Regions from separate parts of the Zea mays genome. Here region 2 is linked to region 1. A link is a contact called in public Hi-C data. All regions are on one chromosome and are shown on one strand. Each heading gives the region's core, a stretch centred on a gene start, on an enhancer-like site or on the middle of the called end of the contact. The rest is flanking DNA. Distances are from core to core; before and after follow the strand shown.

Region 1 (7,949 bases), core at 3,138-5,637:
CAATCCTTATTAGCTTGTCAAGCTTCTCACCCTTGCACTCTGGTTGACCAGAGGTGTCTCCTGCAGAAGGAGATGGTTGCCCTACTGGAGCTCCATGACCAGATCGGAGTACCGGAACAAGAGCAGGAGCCTGCCCTGCTGCTGGCATTACTGAAAGACAGTCTGAATGTTCACTCCATTCTTCTTCCGCAATGTTCTTCGATGTCAAAATCCATTGCAGAGTTAGGGGAAGAGAAGCTGGTGCTGTCTCAGGAGGTCCATAGCGATCAGCAAAAGCCTTCTGCAGGTACTCAACCCCAGCCGACTCTTTTATGATCTGTTGCATCATCTGGATACGTGCTTTACTCACTTCTGCTTTCAGTTCCTGTTTTACAAAGGATTGTGTCAGAAACCCCAAGCGAAATCAATTCTAGGAACATTAACTCTGATAAGAAAGTATAGGAATAACTAATGCATTAACATTTAACAAGAAATATACCTTTATTTCTTCCAGGATGAAACGAAGGCCCTTGATAACAGCAATGACAAATGAGTTGATGCCATCGCCGTTAACTTCAGAATTCGTAGACAATTCACTCAATAATTTATCATGGTTTTTCTTCATCTCATCCTCCTTTGCAGCAGCAGAGAGCTTGCGAACCATATCCAGAGAATACTCCAAAATCTGCCCCAAGTATTGTGCATCCTGGGAACCTGACCCAAGTACCTGAGACAGAATTTCAAGGTCAATGTTCTCAAGAATTTTCTCCTTCCATTCTTTTGGAGCCAGGTCATGCAACGAATCCCTCACTTCCTTTACTAGGTTGATCAATTGACTATAATCAGGTCTTTCTCCCCTCATGGAGTTGGTGACCATATCCCAGAAAGCTTTCTCCATGGTTTCTCTCACTTTGTTCTGGAACTCCTCCTCAGCAGTACTAGCACTATCAGACCTGCCAGCAAAAGCACTGGCATCCTCATGAAGCATTTCATTGACCATTTTTTCATTCTCTGTCGGCTGCTTTTCTGGTGATGAACTGACTGATGACGAAGAAGCACTGAACAAAGAACGGACTACAGAGCTTGTCCCAACAACATTTGTCCTGGAACTTTCAGGAACCTCAGAAAGTGGTGCTTTCCCAGACGAATTGATGCTCAAAGGGGTAGACACATTTGCAACAGGTGCTGTCAATGGACTCCCATTCTCCTTTGCTTCAAAGAACTTTGATCTCGTATCGGAAAGAGCAGAGTTCATCCGCTCAAGGCCAGCATCGCCACTCAGGTGTTGAACCTTATCTCGTAAAAGCTTTTGATCATCAATAACCTGTTTCTGAATTGCCTTCATGTCATGTGTAAGATTGTTTTGCGAGTGCCTGTCTGCAGTTAGCTTGCATGTTTGCATCATTGACAACTCAAGCTTGCATGCAGCCCTGACAAGATCTTCCTCCAATAATCTTGCATCTTTTACCTTCCACACCACAAAGCTGTAAAGATACGAACACCACGCCTTGTCAAAATTAGCCAACTGTGCCCTGAACTTCCTCTGGCCAGTAACACCAGATGACTGCCCTGGTCCATCAAGAATTACCTTAATCAACAGCTCGAACTCCTTGATAAAGTTTGCTGCCGACTCGATAAGCTGTTTCTCCCGCTCACCTTGCCCACTTAAAACAGCACTGGGATGAGCCAGTATCATGTAAGCACAGAGCACCACCCTCAGTGAGTATCTGGGCAATTTGATGCTTGCCTCAGAACTTTTAGCTGGTCTTTTTACCACTGCCCGAGTTTTTCCTTCTCTGCTAGGAGGAGCCTTCCTCCTTGGGGGAGAACCAAGGCGTTTCAGAAGATGATCAACATTTTCTACTGATGAAGATGCTACTGAATGAGAAATGACAAGGCGTTTCTCCAATCGGTCGAGTAATGCCTTCGTGCTCCGAAGAACTACAGGAGATTCCATTGACATGGCTAATTTTTCAAAAGGCATATTTTTCACAGACTTCTCATTAATCCCCAAGGCATCATAAGCTTGAGCCAAAGCAAATGTTGTCTTCCTGGACTTCACAAATATTCTCCAGTGTCTGAAGTACAAAAAAATGACAAAAATAGTGATGATAATTCCCCTCATCAGACAAGAACAAGAAAAATATATCAAAATATGCACTTGTTGGAAGCCATATTAGTACCTTGCTAGTTTTCTTGAAAGGGCATATGCATGCTTTAAGTAATCAGCATGGGTTGAACCACGAGGACTTCCTCTTTGTTTCAAATACTCAGCCCTCTGCCTCTTCGCCTGTTCCAGTAAGATAATCTCTGGATGTTAGAAACAGAACACAAGGATAAAAAAATGTTTAACAGAACACTATGAGAGTTGAGAATACATACCCTTTGAAGTTTGTTGTCCAGCTGTTCTTTCAGTTTTCTCCTCTCTGATTCTCTCCGGCTGCATACAGTCATGGCAGCTTTTTGGATGCGTAAAAGCCTAGCTTGAGCCTTGGTCTTTTCAGCTTCCAGCAACCTCAGTCGTTTCTTCTCAGCAGCAGCGCGCTTCAGAGAAATTGCAGAGCGCACCTGCTCCATGTATTTGCTCTCTGATTTTGCCTTCTGCACCAGGGACCTCGCTGTCCTCTCCTTCAGTGCGGCCCGCTTCTGCATATCGGCATGCAGAAGGCGCATGCGGTTCTCCTCTGCCTGTCGGACACGAGACTCAACTCTGGTCTCGAGTTCTTCCCTTTCCTTCTCAAACCTCATTTCCACATCATTCTTAGCAGCTTGTCTGAGTTCATCCAACTTGGCGAGTCGGTTCTGTGCCTTCGCCAAGAGGCTTAGCCTTTTCTGCTCAGCAGCCAGAAGCTTCGCTTCAAGGCGCTGCCCATGGTCTTCTTCTTGAGAGGACCACGACGGGCTCCGTGGCTTCTTCCTTGCTTTGCAGGCCAACCATTCACGGAATTGCTGAAAAACAACATTCGAAAAGTCAACAAGTTATCCTATACTGCAATCAGTCCAATTCGACTCCAATAGTTGTTTCCTATGACACTTTACTCCCAAAATGAATCAAACAAACAGTAAACACGACAACTCTCAAGAACCATTGGACTACGACAAGAACCATCGGACTACGAAAGACTACGAAAGTCCGTGAAGAGACGGGCTTAATTTTTTTAACTTAGGCCCCTAGAGACCCATCAAGAGACTCCTCATTAAACGGTTTAGAGCAAATTTAACAAAACATCGACTAGCAAATCACAATTCACATTAAGCAACAAAAAGCTCCAACCATGTTTTTGGTCACCAAATTTTGCAGAGGTACATGTGTGTCAAGTTACTTCTAAGCCAATCCACGCGGTCGGTGCTTGTGTTGCTCCAACCAATTTTTTTCCGGACAAGTCAACGTGGATGGTAAAACGAAACAACGGAGCAACCTTCAGGTGCTAGTTTTCTACAACTAAATCTTTCAGTAGTATTTTCTAAACCAGAGATCCTTTAACGGTGCTCATCCAATTTTCCCAAACCTTCCACAATCCACACACTCTGCAGTCTGCACCTCCCAATTCCTCGTTCCTACACCCTTACTTGCCAACAAATTCGCACATGAAAAGAGTAAAACAGGTTTTGTCTCGCCAAAAGGAACTCCAATTTGGAATTAATGGCCAATGAAATCGCAGGAGAAATCCAGAAAAAAAAAAAGAACAGCTTCAGAAACGGGCGGAGAACAACTACCCTGGCCTCGCCTCACCGCACCAGTAAAAAGCGATCAAGTAATTATCGTGACCGCTACGAATTATTTCGACTTCACAGTTCACGCCGAAGCAACCCAACTGGCAACTACGAGCAAGCAAGAAGCAACGTAAACCAAACTAGCACGCGGCGGGAAGAAGGAAACAGGACGAAAGGGACACGTACCTGCCTCCGGAGCTCGGCCTCCCTAAGCCTGGCCTCGATCTCCTCCACGCTCGCCGGCGCCCCACCGCCGCGCGCCCCCTCCACCAGCCTCCTCCTAATCCGCCGCGGCGGCGCCCTCGCCGCCGCTGGCCCTTCCTCCGCTGGTATCTCCATGGCCACCGGCTCCCGCGCCCCCGTCATCAAACCCTCCGATCAACCCAACTCGCGGGCGGAGAGACCGAGTCGAGCGGGTTTCCGCAAGCAACCGCGTGTTCCCTCGCCGCCCTTGCCTTTCCTCCGCTGCGGCTGCGGCGCGCTACTTTACTCTCCCTCTTCTACCTCCTTCCCGTTGCCTCGCAAGTACTTTGTTCCGTTAATGGATGATCGCGCGCCGCTCGATTCATATAGGGAGCGAGCTGCCGTGGGAAGCGGTTCGGGAATCTTGAAGGTGATCGGACGGCCGAGCTCAGTCGAAGATGGACGAGGGTGTTTTGGTAATTTGAGTGTTGTCACGGCGTTAGTGCCTTCCAGACGGTTCGGCAGTTGATCCCAGCGGGTGGGCCGGGCACTTTCTTTCCTCTCGGCCTGCGGGTTTGACCAAACTGCCCCTCCAGTGCCTTTCCAAGTCCGCGTCAGTGTGTCCGGTGCTGTCTGCTTCGTGATTTTTGTTTTTTTTTTCCTTCTTAGGAGGAACGTGTGGTTCCTCTCCACACGGAGGCTACTAGGCTAGCAACTAGCATATAGTGCGGCACAAGGAATTCATTTAGGATTACGTTTGTAATTAACTTAATCGATTTTGCTCATATGTATGTGTGCTTCTGCGCCTGTAACTCTGTCTGAATAAAAGGTTTGAAGAACAATGAATTTTAAGAAATGTGCTCAGTGCTACACTCTTTATTATGAGATGTTTTGATATTTTTAGATATATTTCTCTAACTGTATATCGAGATATGATGTATATCTAAGTATATAAAAAATCTGTGTCTAAAAAGATAAAAACTATTTTATAATTTAGAATGGATAGAGGACTAATATAACTTGAAAAAAACAGTGCCAAGCAAACCAAAAGTTGATATACATGCAGGCGACAAGTACTCCCTCAACCTTAAAAAAGAGTACAATTCTATATCTATATACATAATAGCTATACATATAATGTACATATATAATATTAAAGCGTAATTTATCATTCATCTATTCTGGCTCTTCGCTACTAATTATATGAAACAAAAACTATCTTTATTCGAGCGTCTACGATCCAGAGCGGCCAGCAAGGCTCATCGCGAAGTGCATTAAAACGGATTTTTATTTATATCACGGGAAACACTACGTTTTTCATGGCAGTGGCCGAACAAAAAAATAGATTAAAGGAAGAGCTACTAAAACAAAGCACGTTTAGCGAAGGAGGCAGTGGACACAGCACCTGTCTTGGGACAGTGGGCTGAGAGCAGGGACGGGGTGGTAAATTTAGAGGTCTTGTACTAAAATTCAAAAGAGGTCTTATTTTATAGAAAAATATAATCAAAATTATATAATTTATGTATTCTGAATTGTAAAAGGTTTACTAGATAACACTTATAACTCTTTATATTAAATCTATCTGTTTTTAAGAAATTATATTGTAATAGAATACATAAATAAACAAATGTATTGATAAATGTGTTTGAAGAGCAACAATCTAGTTGTTAATTGAGTTCAGCTTAGATGATATAATGTTAGTCTGTTCACTGATAAATATTGTTTAGGCTTACTGTTGAGCTAAGAAGTTTTTTAGGCCCCTCAGAATTTTGGGCCATGTGCAATCGCACTTGTCGATAAGGTCCGACCTTGGCTGAGGGTGAGTACCACTACGACATTTTTGCAGGCCTAGCATGCTGCAACATCCTGCCGCAATGCCACTTGTGCCTTATATTGGGTGTCTGCACGTTGATGGTTGTTGGAGATGCGTTGGTCGTGTGGGCTCGCTCGTGGTTGCGTTTTGTGTGGCAGAGTGGGTGTGCAGTGCGCTGCACATTGGGGTCTACTGAAAGTTGCCTAGAGGGGGTGAATAGCCAAATCTGAAATTTATAACTTTAAGCACAACTACAAGCCGGGGTTGATGTTAGAAATAAAACGGAGTTCGCAAGAGAGGGCTAAAACAAATCAACCAAATAAATAGAACGGATGACACGGTGATTTGTTTTACCGAGGTTCGGTTCTTGCAAACATACTCCCCGTTGAGGTGGTCACAAAGACCGGGTCTCTTTCAACCCTTTTCCTCTCTCAAACGGTCACTTAGACCGAGTGAGCTTTTCTCCTCAATCAAATAGGTCACTTAGACCCCGCAAGGACCACCACACAATTGGTGTCTCTTGCTTTGATTACAAATGTCTTGAGAACAAGATGGGGAAGAAGAAAAGCGATCCAAGCGACAAGAACTCAAATGAACACGAAAATCTCTCACTCACTAGTCACTAAGTGTTTGGAGTGATTTCGGACTTGGGAGAGGATTTGATCTCTTGTTTGTGTCTTGGAGTGAAGTCTAGAGCTCTTGTATTGAATGCAATAGCTGGAAAACTTGGATGCCTTGAATAGAGGTGGTTGGGAGTATTTATAGCTCCAACCACCAAAACAGCTGTTGGGGAGGGCTACTGTCGATGGGCGCACCGGATAGTCCGGTGCGCCACCGGACACTGTCCGGTGCACCAGCCACGTCACCCAACCGTTAGAGTTCTGACGGTTTCGACCGTTGGAGCTCTGACAGCCTGGGCCACCGGACAGTCTGGTGTCGCACCGGACAGTCACTGTTCACTGTCCGATGCGCCTTCTAGCGCTGCTCTGACTTCTACGCGAACTGTCCGCGCACTGTTCACGTTGCAGGCGACCGTTGGAGTCGACCGTTGCGCTTGGGAGTCGTTGCTCCGCTGGCACACCGGACAGTCCGGTGACCTAACGGACAGTCCGGTGAATTATAGCGGAGCGTGGCCTCAGAAACCCGAAGGTGAAGAGTTTGAAGTCGATCCACCCTGGTGCACCAGACACTGTCCGGTGGTGCACCTGACACTCTGGTGCGCCAGACCAGGGTTCACTTCTGTTTGTTTTACTCCTTTCTTTTGCTCCTTTCTTTTGAACCCTAACTTTAATTTTTTTATTGGTTTGTGCTGAACCTTTGGCACTTGTAGAACATATAATCTAGAGCAAACTAGTTAGTCCAATATTTGTGTTGGGCAATTCAACTACCAAAATCATTTAGGAAAAGGTTTGACCCTATTTCCCTTTCAATCTCCCCCTTTTTGGTGATTGATGCCAACACAAACCAAAGCAAATATATAAGTGCAGAATTGAACTAGTTTGCATAGGGTAAATGCAAAGGTTGCTTGGAATTAAACCAATTTATATTTTCATTAGATATGCATGGATTGCTTTCTTTCTTTTTGACATTTTGGACCACGCTTGCACCACTTGTTTTGTTTTTGCAAAATCTTTTGGAAAATCTTTTCAAAGTACTTTTGCAAATAGTCAAAGGTATATGAATAAGATTGCAAGAAGCATTTTCAAGATTTGAAATTTTTTCCCCCTGTTTCAAATGTTTTTCCTTTGACTTAAACAAAACTCCCACTGAATGAAATTCTCCTCTTGGTGCTCAAGAGGGTTTTACCAATTGAAAGAAGATTAACTATACCAATTTGAAAAATACTAACCAATTGAAAAATCCTCTTTAAATATTTTATCGTAAGATACCATTTGAAAACTTCATTTTTAAACTTTGAAATTGGTGGTGGTGTGGTGCGGTCCTTTTGCTTTGGGCTAATACTCTCTCCCCCTTTGGCATTAATCGCCAAAAACGGAGACATTTGAAAGCCCTTTTTACTTTCTCCCTGAAAGGAAAAATAGGCTTACACCTTTTCCTAATTGATTTTGGTGGTTGAATTGTCCAACACAAATAATTGGACTAACTAGTTTACTCTAGATTATAAGTTTTACAGGTGTCAAAGGTTCACAATAAACCAATAGAAAGACCAAGTAAGGGTTCAAACAAAGAGAACAAAAGACAACCGAAGTGTGCCCTGGTCTGGCGCACCGGACTGTCCGGTGTGCCACCGGACAGTGTC
Region 2 (7,949 bases), core at 3,996-6,495, 200 kb after region 1:
TGAAGCCGGATCCGTCGCCCGTTGTCGGACGACCTTGTTATTTCTGTCCACTTTGAAGTTGGCCAAGAACTTTGTTTTTGCCTCCTGGATCAGCTGCTCCTTATGCTCCTCGAACTGGAGCTGTTCGTCACCCGGCAAGGTTTCCCAAGTCGGCTCTATAATGTTGCTGGGGGAGACTTCAGAACTATCCCTTGAACCGACCATTGAGGGCCGATTTGATAGGTCTAGATGTGTTTTCCCCCGCGGAGTCGCCAAAAAGTATGTTGACGCCTTTTTAGGGCGCCAATTACTCAACACGAACCAGTGGCGGTGCTCTCTTCGCAGGGGCGGACGGTCCGCGGCCAGTGGCCGGACGGTCCGTGGCCTAGCACGAGGCTAGGATTCCTGCCTGACGGTCCGCGCAGGGGCGGTGGAAGATCACCGGCGGCGCCTGCATCTCGCTCCCGGGAGGGACCCCGTCGGGGAGGAGAGATCCTAGGTGATGTCTAGGCTCGGGCAGGCCGACCTAGACTCCTCTAATCGACGTAGAGTCGAATAGAAGCGGGGAATTTGGGATCGAGAGGCTAAACTAGAACTACTCCTAATTGTAAAGGAAATAAATGTGAAATAGAAGTGTTATTGATTCGATTGATAAGTACAAATCGGTCATACACCTCTCTATTTATAGAGGAGGGAAGCTGGACCCTTTACAAACTAATTTCCGAGCGAATTCCGCGAATCTAGCTAACAACCGTAGCACAAAACTCGGAACCCTAATATGTTCTGCGTTTGCACGGACCGTCCGGCCCACAGGCGCGGACCATCCGCCGGCTCAAAGTGGTGCTCAACAGGATGGTACAAATGCATTACATCGGAATATATGCTATGGCCTTCGTCTGCTAAGGTTTTTCCATAGCACATCAGAGCGAGAAGGGTGGGGACCCATTAGAGCAAAATCTCCCATTCCAATGGTATTCAGAGGCATTCCAGAGAAGGCATCAACACATCAGATTGATTCTATGGTGTTCATTGGAACATATGCTACTGGACCGTACTACTAACGAACAAAATGGAACTAGCCATCGGAGGGACACCAGATTATTCTGATGCCAGGCATCAGATGATCTGATGCTCCCATTTGCTATTGCAATGAGCAATAACGACTAGTTGAGTAGAGTGGTTGGGGTATGTATACCCATCCATCTCATCTAATAAAGCTCTTTTGCCACGTATTTCAGCTGATATCATACTTTGGAGAACAAAATGGGAGTTCTTGTATAGTGGGTGATTCTGATTTGATAATCGTAAGATTAAAGACCTCATTAGTGAATAGGGGTACGTGTGCATCTACCTTCCTCATTAGGCTAGTTTAGATCAAGTGAGAGTCTATGTTTGGTACTCTTGTGATAGACATCACCTAGATAATTTTGTGGTGATTGAGAGATTCGTAATCTCTCAATGGTGATTGTGATAGGCCCAACTCATGGTGTAAACACTTGTGGGTGATTGATGGTACTGGAGTAGCAAACAATCAACCTGTAGAGAGAACTTGATACTTGATCCTTACATGGACCAAAGGAGAGCAATACCTTTGCGCATGTGCTGCAATAACGACTAGCGGGAGTGCCGACTATCTGATACCTCAAAAAACATTGTTGTGTCCCTAACCCTCCTCATTTACATTTGTGCAATTTACATTCATGTTTGTACATTCCTAGAATTGTCATGTTAGTGTAGTGTTGGAACCTATGGTGCAAAACTTTGTGCTTAGATAGAAACACAATCTAGATACAAGGGGTAAAATGGGATAAGTGGTAGGATTTAATTACTGTAAGAAAATTTTGATTACCCCACACAATAGGAAATAACATAATATCATTCAACCCCGGTGTAATAATGATTGAACCCTGCAATAGCGCATACCAGCTATCAATGTACCATATCGATGAGATAGGATCATATAACAAGGCAGACCAAGGTTACCTGAATGAAACCTTCTCGTGGTGGCATTGTTTTCCTTCACACATGGTGTGCTCTGAGACAATGGCAACGAAGAAAACAACTGTCATTGATCCCCTTTCGTCAGCATGAGATATAGTTCTGTTTCAAGGATTATGACTGCAACTGGAATGTTTAGATTGCATAAGGACGTGAAACACCTGTCATTATGCTCCACCTTGCAAGAGTTTGCAATTGTTGAAGTGTAATTCCTTTGTCCCTCTCTATGGGTTGTTCACTCGGCCTCCAAGGCTATAATATATCAGGTGGAGGTTTCCCTGACCACCACCACCCCACACACACACACCATATTTTGCAGAAGTTTTGCATTCTGAATGAAAGGCAGAAAGGTCCACCAAAATGATTTTTAGCTTAATGATGGGGAGGATCACAGTTCCTCAGCACAGCATTTCCACATATGTCGGATGGACCGGGTGGTGGAAAGGGTCGCAATAGCATGAACATTACTGAGTCTCAAAGGAGAAATTGTCCAAGCAAAGAAAGCACACTTCTCGATAGGCACCGGAGAACAAGCACCCAAGATTTTAAGAGAACGTTGCCTTCTGTCAAAGAGGAAGTGTGCCACAAGAGAAAGATAAAAACAGAACATCTAAAAACAAACCATATTTTTAGTAATAACATCTTCTAACTTTGTTACATGGTACTGTTGTTCAGGCAGACAGTGTTAATTCTAAACTCTCTAAAGCATTAGCAGTCAATTTAGGTTACAAATTGGATTGTCATAGGTGAGAACACATGGTTTTGTAGCCTTGTGATTTGTGAACAACATATAGCACCTCCTCAGATCTAAGTTCAACTTCCAATGCTTAGCTAAATGGTACTCATGCTGCATCACAATTTGTTACTTACTATAGTTTTGTGATATGACCAAATCGTTCAAATTTGCATAACAAATCACTGTCAAGTGTACAGTTATTAGGAACACCCATTAGATAACTTAAGTTGTCTATACTATTGACTGCAAAGATGTAAAGCTAATTTGCAAATACCAAGTATAATGTTACCAACAGAAGTTCTGAATAAATCGGTGACTGCTAGTATCCATTCAGCTAATACAGAAGGTGCAACATTGACCTTTCTTTTTCCACTGATTAGCAAATATTAGGAAATATTTCTTTCCGTGCTAGAAATAGTAATATAATGAGTGTAAGTGTCCATTGGAAGCTAGAAACCATAACAACAAAAAATAATAGGCCAGAAACAATGCACGGATATATATATATATATATATATATATATATATATATATATATATATATATATATATATATATATAGTAAATAACGTAAAAGGCATTCTACCATATTCTATAGAGAAAACAATTTTAATCTTTACTATATGCAAGGAACAGTTTAATTAAAAAACAGAATTATTACTAAAAAATAGGTACATATATAGTAAGAAAACAAAACACGAACCACATCAGTTTGGATTTTCTAACAGGAACCACATGTGTCTCGAGATCCTTGGAATAATGGATGAATGTATTTACCGTTCCAGAAAATTTTCACTATCGTGCTGTTAGGCTATCTCCAGCAGATTCACTATCACATCCTCTATCACATTCCTTATTTCAAACTCCTCTCAGTGTCATATATAGTTCCGTATCTCCTATTCTGCATAGTTTACTAGAGACAGTCTTAAGGTGCCAATAAGTCACTGATCCAAGAACAACAATTTACACTGTAGTTAGTACGCAATCCATTGATGGCCCTGAATGAAGTTCTCCGTTGAAAAGTGTTTGACATACTGTTCTGGTGTCTGACTGCTCCACTCAACCCTTGCTGTGTGGTTTGCACCAGGGCCTCGACTGTCAAACTCTCCATAATACAGTGTACTGAGAGCAAAATCACCTCGCCATGGAAGCCATCCCTCCGGCCTGACAACTGTCCCCAAGTAACAGCTGACATACAATGTCCTGGCATACTCCTTCCATGGCCGGCCCAAATACAGTCTGTATGAATCTGGCTTTCTCCGAAACAATTCCACAAACCCTTTGTTCCCATCCACAGTGCAATTCACAAATACAAACCCTGTCGTCTGCCCCGGATCAATCCTCCCACTAGCCGCCACCACGTTTCGTGCGCGCTTCTGAGCTCCCTCGGCCCGTGGTACAGTCTTAATCACACATTCCTCAAACACTGCTGCTGCATTCCCAAATATAAAATCCACTGTCCCTACAATATGGCACCTGCGGTAGAACTGCCGCATTGTGTGAGCATACAGCGTATCCTGATGTCCACGGAACTCCACATTCTCCAGCACTGACCGATCGCTGTCAGAACGGAACGCTACAGCCTGATGAGCTCCAGCACCAGCGCTGTTCTCAAATGTTATATCCCTCGCACGGAACCCGTCACCGATCACATCCACCGTCGCAGTTTCATAAGTTCCCAGCCCATCGATCCCCACGCTCCGGGACGCAGTGATAACAGTAGCTCCCATACCCTCCCCCATCAGCAAAATGTTGGCCTTCTCATACGGAATCACGACATTTTCCTTGTACGTACCTGCACCAACTGCGATGGCGAAGTGCCCAGCGCCAGCGGTGTGGTTCGGCGCTGCGTCCACCGCGGCCTGCACGGTCGAGTAGCCACACGGCTTCACACCGGAATTCGGTTTGCACACCGTGGCGTCGGGGCGGATCCTCGCAGGGAATGCGGCGGCAGGGGCGGAAGAGGGAGGAGGTTTCAGGGCGGCATTTAGGGTTTGTGGGGCAAGGGAATTGAGGAAGCGGGACGTGAGGGGGTGGGAGCGGAAGGCCGGGAGCGAGAGGAGGTGGGAGCAGTCGTACTGGCACTGGAGCGAGCCGGAGGCGAGGTGGAGCGCGGCGGGGACGTCGCCGGACTCCAGGGACGACAACGAGGCGCGGAGGCGGTGCAGCGAGAGGGCGAGGTGGTCGGCGCAGGGCCGCGCGTAGGAATTCGGCGACGGGTGCGCAGCGATGGCCGCGTGGAGGAGCGAGGCGGGCGCGGTGGTGTGCTCCCAGGGCGGCGCGGCCGGGAGGAGGACGAGCAGCGTAAGGAGCAGGAGCCCGGACGCCGCCGCGGCGAACTGGAGGAGGCGACCGCGGCGTGGGAGCGGGTGGGGGTGGCCGCGCGGCATTTGGCGGACATGCGCGTCGGAGCGGAGGCGGCGTGGCGACACTAGTTCGCGTTGTGTTCTTCGATGTGTACAGTACTCGTTCGTTTCGTCTCCATTGGTAACCGGGAAGGACCGAAGGAGGGTGAGGACGTGTCAGTTATGGCGGACTTTCAGAAAGACGTTTCCGCATCCTGTTGGCGTACGCCGTTACCAGCTTAAAAGGATAAGCTGGCCTCGTCACCACGCTCCATGGTGGCTCTGAAGTCATCTGTTAACCGATGGATTTGGTCGTCGAAAGCGTCGTTCATGGGCGCTTACCCGTCAGGCCATCAAGGTTTCCTCTTCTGCCCGGCTCGTTGCCCTCCACTACCGTGGCACTGAGTGCTGCCTTTTCCGGACGTCCATGCCCACCCATTGTTCGTCGGAATGCCCCAGCGGTGGTGCCATTTGCCAAGAAGAAGAGGAATGAATATATCGAAGATCCGCCAGATGAGGAGGTCGCAGATGATTTCACCGACGAGATGGAGGAGGACTTCGACGACGCCAAAGAAGACGAAGGCGGTAATGGATTTTGTGAACTCGGTGATGTTTGTTTTTCCTGTTTGGGATTTCCGGCTGACTTCCTGTGGGACGACTGGGGATTGTGGTCCCTGCAGTTTGCTCCATTTATATGCTCCCCTCATCTGATTGTTCGCACTGTGATGCATCCCCTCTAAAATTTTAGTGAGAAGCGTTTTGCGCATCTGTTCCTTTTCATGTGCTTGTGTCTTATCGTTCACTATGAATCATCCATGCTAGCAAGGTGTGTGGTACGATCATCTACACACATGACTACGAGTTATCCTACAATATGCAGACTCTTCCATTTGTTTCAGAAGAAGATGCAGTTGCACTGCACATTGTTGGGACCTACAATCACCACGAAATTGAGGGAAAGATGTCATTGATCATTTGCGTAACTCATTAGTCCTTACCTTGTCAAGGTTTATGCTTTCTAGCACGAACACTTGGAGGTGCAACACTACAGTCTTGTTAGTAAATTGGGACAGGGCTGATGTAGTGATGTATTTCCTTCTATTGCAAACATCAATAATGATTTATGGTCTTAGGTTATGTAGCGGTTCTGATTTACAATGCGTTTGTCTGAACTTGTGTGCTCTAAAACATACAGTGTTTCAGCAACCAGCATACTTGTCTGCTCATGACTTTTGATGTCCCCTGCTCAGTTAGTATTATTAGTTTCATATATAAGCCAAGCAGTACTTTGTTATACTAAATAAAGTTACTTCGTTCACCAAATCATGCAGATGTAATGGATGATGACGAAGAGTATGAGGACGACTATGACTTTGAAGATGATTTTGAGAGTGATGATGAACAGGATCTTTATGTAAGTTTCACTCTACTTGCTTGATAAATACAGTTTGATTATGTAAACATTGAATTATGTTCTGGAGGCTGGAGATGGAGGTGCTGGTGGCGGTATATCCCTTGCTGGTGCATGGTGGGACAAGGAAGCGTTAGCTTTGGCAGAACAGGTCTCAGCATCATTCAACGACGACTTGAAAATATATGCTTTCAAGACAGCTGCAAATTTGACTATTAGAGTACGCATTGAGAAGATGTCCACCAGGTATTATCGATTTGCATCCATATGCAGTAGTTTCCCAAGTTTATGCATGTTTATGTTAGCTTGTTTTGAGCCAGAAAATCTTATAGATGCATGTAGTGGGTCAATATGTTGGTGCGTAGGATTTTAAGAGGAGGTCAATATGTAGTGTTTCAGTAAATCCAGATTGTGGCCTAACTAGAAAATGGCATATTTCAATGTATTCAAATGTAGATGCCATTAGGCAGTGAACTGACTATGGAAGTAAAAGTATGGATCAGAAACTTGGTATCTACTTAGGCACAACGCTATATAACATACTATTGACTAGCACATTAAATTTTCAATGGTGGGGCGGGGGCTGGTATGTTCCCACCTGTTTTTCATCAGGCTTGCTTTTCGTCATCCATAAATTTCTTTGCACGTCACCTTAAGGTCAGAGTTAGTTCCATGGACATGATTTATGTAATACATCTCATCGAGTGCATGATAAATTAGGTATGGTTCTCCAACGATAGATGACATTGAAGCATACACAATTGCATATCGTGCAAAGTTGGACGAAGCAGAGTCAGCAGGAAAGATACCGAAAAACATATCGTTGGAGGTATTTTCCCTTTATACAGAATACAAACTAGTTAAAGCTTTCTACTGTACTAAAGAAACAAACATCAGAAAGACTCTGTCTGTAGCTCTACTTGGCTTATATTACAAAAAAAATTGGTTATCACTTTGAAGGTGTCATCCCCTGGTGTGGAGAGAGTTATCCGTATCCCTGAAGAGCTCGAACGATTCAAAGAAAGGGCAATGTATGTCAGATACACTACAGCAAGCGATGAGGCAACCACACCTCAGGAAGGTGACGGCGTGCTAACGCTAATTTCCTATGACATGGACCTGCGAGAGTGCACCTGGGGCATAGCTGATGTGAAGATAAACCGGCAGCAGTCTGGCAAGGGCAGGCCCCTGAGCAAGAAGCAGAGGGAATGGAGGCTGCAGACACCGTTCGAGTCGCTGAAGTTGGTCAGGTTGTACTCTGAATGTTGAGATGCCAGTTTTTGAGTAAATTTTGAGTTTCCATTTGTTGCACTCCTTCGGCAGTTTATCCAGTCTCGCTGAACTCTGATATGCCACTGGATGCGCAGCTCATACTAGGTAGAATGATGTTGTACTAATGTACTATCTGTCACAATCAATTAGTTTTTTTTCATTGCTAACAGATAACAACAGAGGTTTAGCCACGCAAAGCAGAATGTTC

The links. Hi-C and Micro-C count contacts between places; a contact is called where the count stands out from the background.
Region 2: a Hi-C map of leaf shows a contact between it and region 1, with 5 times the contacts expected there. The contact joins the promoter of LOC100216947 here to the promoter of LOC103646427 in region 1. A contact is called at or near these places in 2 of 25 Hi-C or Micro-C datasets (ear and leaf).

What each region holds. Positions count from the first base shown.
Region 1 is chr2:50,327,452-50,335,400 of Zm-B73-REFERENCE-NAM-5.0, forward strand. It overlaps LOC103646427, which reads right to left and starts at 4,388. Exons shown (of 6, transcript XM_020548296.3): 1 at 3,880-4,388; 2 at 2,362-2,928; 3 at 2,163-2,269; 4 at 479-2,057; 5 at 1-364. The coding sequence starts at 4,059.
Region 2 is chr2:50,527,740-50,535,688 of Zm-B73-REFERENCE-NAM-5.0, forward strand. LOC100216947 (Uncharacterized protein family UPF0090) reads left to right here and starts at 5,246. Exons shown (of 6, transcript NM_001359523.1): 1 at 5,246-5,416; 2 at 5,518-5,643; 3 at 6,390-6,472; 4 at 6,540-6,715; 5 at 7,190-7,298; 6 at 7,430-7,949. The coding sequence starts at 5,332. The coding sequence ends at 7,738. It overlaps LOC100272930 (putative pectinesterase/pectinesterase inhibitor 51), which reads right to left and starts at 5,165. Exons shown (of 1, transcript NM_001147382.1): 1 at 3,437-5,165. The coding sequence starts at 5,103. The coding sequence ends at 3,688.